3 separate regions of the Zea mays genome follow, and all the other regions are linked to region 3. Evidence: chromatin contacts called from public Hi-C data. All regions are on one chromosome and are shown on one strand. Each heading gives the region's core, a stretch centred on a gene start, on an enhancer-like site or on the middle of the called end of the contact. The rest is flanking DNA. Distances are from core to core; before and after follow the strand shown. Region 1 overlaps LOC103634893. Region 2 holds the start of LOC103634893. Region 3 has its middle 13 kb from the start of LOC103636803.

Region 1 (2,700 bases), core at 68-2,567, 280 kb before region 3:
ATCTTGTTGGTTTGGTAATCTCAATACTGCTTCTTGCAGATTTCAGCTTAGTTTTGCTTACTTTTCTCCAGCTGTATTCATATTCTATGGTCGATGTTCTCTTGGTTTTGTTTATTCTACCGCTTGGGATTTTGTCGCCTTTTCCTGCCGGTATAAATGCTCTATTTAGTCATGGACCGAGGCGGTCAGCAGGCCTTGCTCGTGTGTATGCATTGTGGAACATAACTTCACTGGTCAATGTTGTAAGTATTCTTCACCCACCTACATTTCAATGTTATATCGGTATCTATCACACGTAATGGCTGCAATTGAATGAGTTTTTTTTTTCTATCAAGTGTTGCGCCTCTATAACCTTCCTGTGCTTGTTAATATCTAGGTTGTGGCTTTCATATGTGGTTTTGTACATTATAAGTTATCAACCAAAACACACCCGAGCGTGCAGCCCTGGAACCTGGGAACGTAAGCATAATTTCTGTCGGCTGTTCACTAGCATCTTCTAAAAGTTATATGCAGTTAAGCCACTTGCCATGAAATCTTTCCAGGGATGAAAGCGGTTGGTGGCTCTTCCCAACCGGACTCATGCTGTTGAAATGCATTCAAGCAAGGCTTGTTGATTGGCACGTTGCTAATTTAGAGATTCAAGACCGTGCGGTATATAGCAATGACCCAAACATATTTTGGCAGTCATGACCCCTGTTGTAACTGAGGGTCCTTCTGGGAAGCTTTTTACAACTCGATTTTTTGGGAGTTGATAAAAGGAAGAGTGCGGGCAAAGGCCTTTCTTTATTGACCAGGCAAAAGAAGGAACTACAGAGGTTATATAGATGCGTACTTCCGCATCCCCCGCTGATCATGTGCAGTTGCAAACGGTGTTCTGTTGTATATATAAAAGGTGTTCTTGATCCATTCTTTGTAGGATTTAGACACCATAGAGTTTGTTTATAAGCAATGTGAAAGCTAACCTAAAGAGACATGGGGGGATGTGGATTTGTTGTTCTTTTGCTACCATGCCCTGGCCCTTGATGTTTGTTGAGATGGGCAGAGGGGCAACTCAAGTCATCGAGATGCAAACGCCTCTTGTTGTATGCGATCAGATGGGTAAAACAATTATATTATTAACATGTTCCATGGTCTTCGCTGACAGCAAGGCTGGTAAAGCTGTGAGAAATCGGTGTGGTCTGGGTGATGTGCCGTTTGCAGCTTTGCAATTCATCGAGGGATGCAAAAACCTTCTGACATATCTGACGCTGTGTCACTTGCAGACCTGTAGTGGTGGATGGATGGCTAAGTGGGTCACCTAAACAAAACCGGGTGCTATGTACTCGGCAGAGAATGTCCTCGACGATGGATGGACAACTTTAGGGGCTGTTTGGAACTGGTTTTAAGTCTAAAACCACCGTAAATTACGGATCTGTAAAATTTTACAATCCTAGATCCAAGTTGTCTGCTTTGATGGACGGTAACATGTGTGGTTTGACAACAGTATTATGTCTTCCGAACCGGAAAATAAAAATTTTGCCCGTCGGCCACTCAATCAGTGTGTACTGCAGGTAGGGACAGATGGACCACAGGCATCCAAATCTAATAGGGAGAAGACGAGAGATGGGATGTAAGCTATAGCCATCGGATGGTGTATACGGTCAGATTTATAGAGTAGAACTTAAGAATTTGAAATACAAGAAACTGCTAGAGATAGCCAGATCGTGTATATGGTCAGATTTATAGTCAGATTTATATAGTAGAACTTAAGAAATTGAAATAGAAGATAGGATAGAAGCTTATGTTATATGCAGTACAACTAAATTGTATATATACACACTGATTCAAAGTATTTGTGGCCGGTCTAAGTTAATCGGTCCAAGATATAATTGAACCGAAGGTTTAACCGGTCCAGTGAATAAAAAAATATCATTTCCATGTCCGGTTGGATTCTAATAACTACGCATGACCCTCGTGCCGTGGTGTTCAGCAAGAGAGATATGCATGCATGCAATGCACTGGGGCTTTGGCCCTTTTCACATGCACCACACCGCCTCACGATAGTGCAGCTGCAGCAGATGTGTGCGCCCGGAGCTTGGATACGCGCACGCACACACACAGTGCAGCAGCAGGGTACCTCACGAAGTTGGTAATGATCAGTAATCAGGGCCGTGCCGGCAAAAAGCGGGGGCCCGTACAGATTATTGAATAGAGACCCTTTTTTACAAAATCACTAAAAATTCTTTGTTTTCTCTATTCATAGCTCCCTTATAAGACTGAGTTAAATCCTCTATTCTTTATTTTCTCTTACGTTTTTGATAACCAGAATCATATTTTCTAGATCGATTGGCATAAGACATAACACCAATAATTAGATCTTGAAATATTAATATTTAATATGCATGCATACGAGATGAATAAAATAATCAATATCTTATTTTATTAACAAAGTTAGACAATTAAATATACAATGCATATGTATAATGTTACCTTATGATTTGATGGATTTATTTTAGAGAAAGACACAGAGTGATAGGACGAACCACGGACAAAGCAAGATCCACGGCTGCGCAGCCGCTAGAGCACGAATGAACAATAGTGGACGATGCAGAACAGCAGAAGGAGTGAAGGACCGTAGGAGCGCGCTGGCCGCTCGCACTCTGGCACCTAGCAGCGCATCGAGCAACACCATCGCCTGGCCTGACGAGCAGCAGACAAAAC
Region 2 (2,700 bases), core at 60-2,559, 300 kb before region 3:
AAATTCATATTATATAATCTAATTTATTTTGAAATATATAATCTAGCTAGTTTATAATCCCAAACAAACGCTCTTAACCTTTTCGTGCCATTGGCTCGTGGAAGTTAGAAAGAAAAATATGCATTTTATGTGCCAGGATAAAAATTTAAAAGGCGAGAGGGATAGCAGATTTTCAACCTCCACACGTCAAACAAAAATGCATTGTACATCAATACGCACCTCAAATAAAGAAATGGATAAGCTGTGACTCCACTACAAGACATGGCTCTTTCACAGCAAAAGACATGGTGTCCTTTTTTGGATGACTTACTCGATAAGGTTCCTGGACAATCCAATAACTGCTAGTCTCGGTCCCCTTTTCCTTTTCAAAAAAGCTCCTCTATGCACTTTTGTCATTTTAATTAGCATCGATCCGTTCTCCGTCTTAGCAGCAAATACAATTTGCAAAAATCATATGAGCGAAACTTACTTGCTTCTGTTTTCAAATATTTAGCACGTAATATATATATATATATTTATTTTGTAGTTTGGCAAAACTTGTCACCGGACTTCATTTTTTCTATTTCCCCTTTTGCGAGAGCCTTAGAAATTTTAGAGCTTCTTTCACCCCTCTTGCAGTTTCTAGAAATTCTTACATATACCAATAAAAACTAAAAGGATATTATTTTTCATTAAGACATATCCATACACGAGTCTTTGCATTTTTGGGTATCACACTGCTGCGGATATATTATATACTAGTCTGGGCGTCTGGCCATGTCAGGTAGAGCATTGATCTCTCGAAAAAAATTCAAAGAGAAATTAATTCCAAAATTTTCAGTTATAGTTTGTCTTTGACCCTACAATTGTTTGATGAGAATTCTCCTGTTTATTGCTGAAATAGATTTTGCTCGGTGTGAACTAGAAAAACGGCAAATCATACTTATTTTTTTTTAAAAAATCTCTGACTAGAAGGATGTTTGGCACTACTCTAGATTTCAGCTTCATCGTGAAGCTGCAATGTATAATATAAATTTAAATAATTTTAAAATATATATTTAATCTAAATAAGAAATAAATTGATTTATCTAAATATTTTCTAAACGTTTGTAACTTTAGCTTTACGATTGTTTAAGCTTGTAATGATATGTTTCATTAACTTTACAAAATTTTATGAAGCTGAAGCACCTAAATAGGATTATTTTCAGAAACACACATACAAGTGACAAAACCGACCCTCGTGCTCCACTTGTCGCTGCCATAGTCCACAACCGCCAGCGAACCCCGCACCTAATTTACGAATCTAGAGGCAAATCCAACGGCGCAACAGCCTTCTCCCTCCACACTCTTCCCTTCCAAAATGCAACTGCATCATCAAACTGCGGGAGAGAAACGGAGCAAAATCAGAAGGGGAAAAATAGCTAAACCCAAATCGATACCAAACCCAGCCCGGAACGCACGCCCCCCGCCGCCATCGCCGGCGGCCAGCCACTACAAGCGCGGTGTCCGGAACCTGTACTGTACTACCAACCCCAACAGCCTGGACTCTGATGAGCCCCAGTTCATGGCCTGCCATCTCTCCCCCCTCTTCAATCTCCGACTCTTGCTGCTGCTCGGCGCTGTCCTCGGAAACGCCGTCCTTGTCCGCGCCGGCGGGGCGGAGGCGTCAGATCGGGCTGAGCCGGACCCGTACTCGATCCTGACGTGGCACGACTACTCGCCGCCGTCGCCCCCACTCCCGCCCCCGGACCCGGCGTCGTCGACGGCGACCTGTGAGGGAGACCTCCACGGGAAGGGGGACTTCCGCACGCACTGCGAGGTCTTCGAGGAGGTGGAACTGGGCGACGATATCTACATCACGGGGAACGGCAGCCTCGTGCTCCTCTCTGGCGCCTCCCTGACCTGCGAGAAGGTCGGGTGCGTTATATCTGCCAATCTCTCCGGCGAGGTGCACCTCAGCCGCGGCGTGCGCGTCAGAGCCGGCAGGGTCTCGTTGGTTGCCACCAACATCACAGTCGCCGACACGGTCGTTGTGAACACCACCGCGCTCGCTGGCGCCCCCCCTGACCGGACCAGTGGCGTTCCCACAGGGACGCACGGCGACGGTGGCGGGCACGGTGGCCGTGGCGCCAGCTGCTTCGTCAAGGAAGGGCAGACTCAGGAGGATTCATGGGGTGGTGATGCCTATGCATGGTCTGACCTCGAACACCCTTGGAGCTACGGGAGCAAAGGGGGCTCGACCAGTGTTGAGAAGGACTACGGTGGTGCCGGTGGTGGCATCGTGTGGCTGTTTGCTGATGATCTGGTCATGAATGGCACAGTGCTCGCCGACGGTGGGGATAGCAATGAGAAGGGTGGAGGTGGTTCTGGGGGAAGCATCTTTATAAGGGCTGCATCGATGTGAGTGTTTGTGGAGTGATTTTAATTCTGTTCCGCTTTCCTTATACCAAGTGAACTGACTACTGAGATGAGAACACAAGCTTAGTTAATTAAGTAGAATTTGGAAAACAGTTACCGATAGAAAGATAGTGGGATTAAGTTGGACTTTGGAAAACATTTACCAACTGAAGTTCAGCCGAACAAATTGATAGGTCCCTGCAGTTTAAATGAACTAGCCATAATATGCATTCTTGGCACCTGGATGGCCAGATATAGTGGGTAAGAGGCAATAGATGAAGAACACTCTTCTCTCCCTTGCAGAGACGCATTTAGGGCACTTAA
Region 3 (2,700 bases), core at 126-2,625:
CGAACCGGACCGGACCGGACCGGACCCCGAGCCTCTTCCCCCGCTCAATGAGCTAGCTGACTAGTGACTAGCTGAGTGAACGAGACCGAGCTCTCGCAAGTCGCAACGGACGCGAATGGCTGGCTTGCATAGTTGCATTTGCTCCTTCTTATATAGCGACAAATTAAAGCGTCGCCTCGAATAGACCAAAGAACAACAGACCAAATCTTCATTTTTTACATTAACTTTTCACCCTTCCTTCCGCTAATCTAAAATTGCGCGCCTGATTACATTTTTTAGACGAAGTTTAAGCCGACTTGGCAACTTTGTATGGCGCTTCGATATTTGTTTGGGAAAAGAAAAATGAAACTGACTACGAACTGTACGTTCTGTATACGGCAAGCTCGCTCCGCTGGTTCTGCCGACTGCTGTCATCATTCCGTAATCGCAACAGGGACACTGGTAGTCGTATCCTTGGCTGCCATGTTCTCCGAAGCGAACGGGGAACGGGGAAATTAACGAGTGCTGGCTTCCCGACTAAAGTTTATTTTGTGCCACATTAAATATTTAAATGCCAGTCATAAATATTAAATATAGTCTAATAATTAACATGAGTTGCGTAAGGATAACTCGGCATAACCGAGCCGACCGTTCCAAGTTCCAACTCCATAATAACACCCTTCTTTTTTGTTCCAATTTTACATTTCAACCGTATAAACCTTTTTTCTGTTCCAATTCTACGTGTCGATTGTGAAAACGTAAATATTCTCGGAACGAAAACGCGATTGTTCTCAGAACCACTCTGAAACCGAAATCATGGGTAATCCGGCCAGACTTTGAGCGCGGCTAGCTAGTGTCCAAAACGCATGGACGGTGTTTGGATCCTGTCGCTGTCTGTCAGTACCTTGGCTCTCCCTCCGTTTTCTTCCCGATGAGGACACGGGCTAATAAAATGGTCCACCAGCGTTTAGGCAGCCGTGGCCCGGTGTCCGCCGGGCCTAACTTTGTCGATGCCGAGCTGATCAGCTCGCCGTTAATTCCGTTGAGATTTCTAACACAGTTGACCAGCCGTATATATACCCGCCCGCCCGCTAGCTAGCTAGAAGCGCGACAGCCGACAGCACCGGCTTGCGTTTGTCCGATGTTGGGATCGGAAATTTGAACGGCCCTGGAATCCCAAGAAATTCCTATATATTTGCAGTCCTCGTCCTCGTCCTCGTTGCGCCTGGAGTTATCAGTCTCCTGCAGCATGCAGTTCGAGCTGGGAGACAAATCGCGCGTAGAAATTCTGAAAGGCGAACTGCGAAACGAATGAATGATATACGATGACTCTCTCTACTACCGCCGTCTCTCCTCGTTAAGTTTTTCTTCTCTGTTGTTCTTGAAGGAAAGCACTCCACGCGCTCTCGGCCATCGAAATGTGGCCCAACGCACGCCTGGGCTTTTGTTGGGTTTAGGCCCAACATGTGCCCTACGCTTCTTTTTTTTTTGCCGTGGGGGCGTCACAAATTGAAAATAAAATTATTTATACATTAGCAAAGACACTGGTTGATGAGGTGTCCGTGAGTATTAAGTAGAATAGCTGTTTAAAGATATTATAAACCTTTACAACGATTTTACCCCATATTTGAACTGGTTGTTATGCCCGATCTCAAGACATCTACCATATAAGATGCTTAAATATATTTCATATACTGAGTGATAAACTATAATTTCAATTTCTCGCTTTATCTCATGCCATGAGGTGGCTCATGCAACATCAAACCCTAGAGGTTGTCGTCTCTTTCTCCCTCCTCTCTATCTTGCCATCACCAGAGTAAGCAGTCAAAAGTTCCGAACGGCTTGTCAGGATGGTGGTGGCGGGGTCCTCCTCACATCCTCGCGATATTAGGCCTTGCAGGCATGAGGTACGACGGTGCTCACACCGACGCTACTCTCCCCCTCAATCAAACAACTATAATCTTAAATCGAACCTAACTAATCCAAAATTTTACCAAGTCAAAAATCCATGTACCTTAATTGATGGCCTGACAACTATGATGTGTTGACACCTAGTAGCCCTGCGCCCCTGCCTACACGGCCCATCGTCTTGTTTTGCGTCGCTGACTGTCTATGCCACATCATTGGTGTACGAGTATAGATGTCAAAATGAGGCGAGCCAGCTAGGTGGCTCTTGGCTCGACGCGGTTTAGCCTAGCCAGACCCATTGTCCAACGGGCATGTGCAATCCAACCTGGTCATCGTGTCGTGCCTGGCCCTTAGGTGTGGCGCGATGGGCTAGACCCGATTTTATTTTTTCATAAAAAATCTATATTATGCTTGAGTATATAGTATAAAATATAAAAAAACATGTGTGTTATATTGGCTACACTACCGGAATCAGCTCCTTTACCGTGTGTCTCAGACACACGGCAAAGGCAAATTTACACTCGGCAAATGCTTTGCCGAGTGTAACACTCGGCAAAGAACGCTCGGTGAACTGTACATCGGCAACAGCCTCTTTGCCGAGTACTATTTGCCGGGCACTCGGCAAAGACTTTGCCGAGTGCCAAACGGCACTCGGCAAAGAAAAGTCACCGTCACGACGCCAAGTAACGGTGACGGATAAAAAGCACTCGGCAAAGCCACCGGCACTCGGCAAAGGCGCGAATTCCGGTAGTGCTATATAAGTATGCATGTATGTTTGGAGCTGACAATCATAGTTCAAACCTCTATAATTTT

The links. Hi-C and Micro-C count contacts between places; a contact is called where the count stands out from the background.
Region 1: a contact with region 3 is called in a Hi-C map of ear, with 5 times the contacts expected there. The contact joins two enhancer-like sites. A contact is called at or near these places in 8 of 25 Hi-C or Micro-C datasets (bundle sheath, ear, leaf and 3 more).
Region 2: a contact with region 3 is called in a Hi-C map of ear, with 2.1 times the contacts expected there. The contact joins the promoter of LOC103634893 here to the enhancer-like site in region 3. A contact is called at or near these places in 6 of 25 Hi-C or Micro-C datasets (bundle sheath, ear, leaf and 2 more).

Annotation. Positions count from the first base shown.
Region 1 is chr8:20,165,383-20,168,082 of Zm-B73-REFERENCE-NAM-5.0, reverse strand. LOC103634893 reads left to right here. Exons shown (of 22, transcript XM_008657469.3): 20 at 1-242; 21 at 377-459; 22 at 543-1,157. The coding sequence ends at 690. Among protein-coding and RNA genes, the nearest start is that of LOC103634893, 18 kb to the left of the region's middle. Within about 2 kb of position 1,317, at least 17 of the 20 cell types and tissues checked have an H3K27ac peak or open chromatin away from gene starts, as enhancers often do. A contact at or near this core is called in bundle sheath, ear and leaf, where this site is marked.
Region 2 is chr8:20,183,145-20,185,844 of Zm-B73-REFERENCE-NAM-5.0, reverse strand. LOC103634893 reads left to right here and starts at 1,309. Exons shown (of 22, transcript XM_008657469.3): 1 at 1,309-2,379. The coding sequence starts at 1,340.
Region 3 is chr8:19,880,711-19,883,410 of Zm-B73-REFERENCE-NAM-5.0, reverse strand. No RefSeq gene overlaps it. Among protein-coding and RNA genes, the nearest start is that of LOC103636803, 13 kb to the left of the region's middle. Within about 2 kb of position 1,375, at least 13 of the 20 cell types and tissues checked have an H3K27ac peak or open chromatin away from gene starts, as enhancers often do. A contact at or near this core is called in bundle sheath, ear, leaf and 1 more, where this site is marked.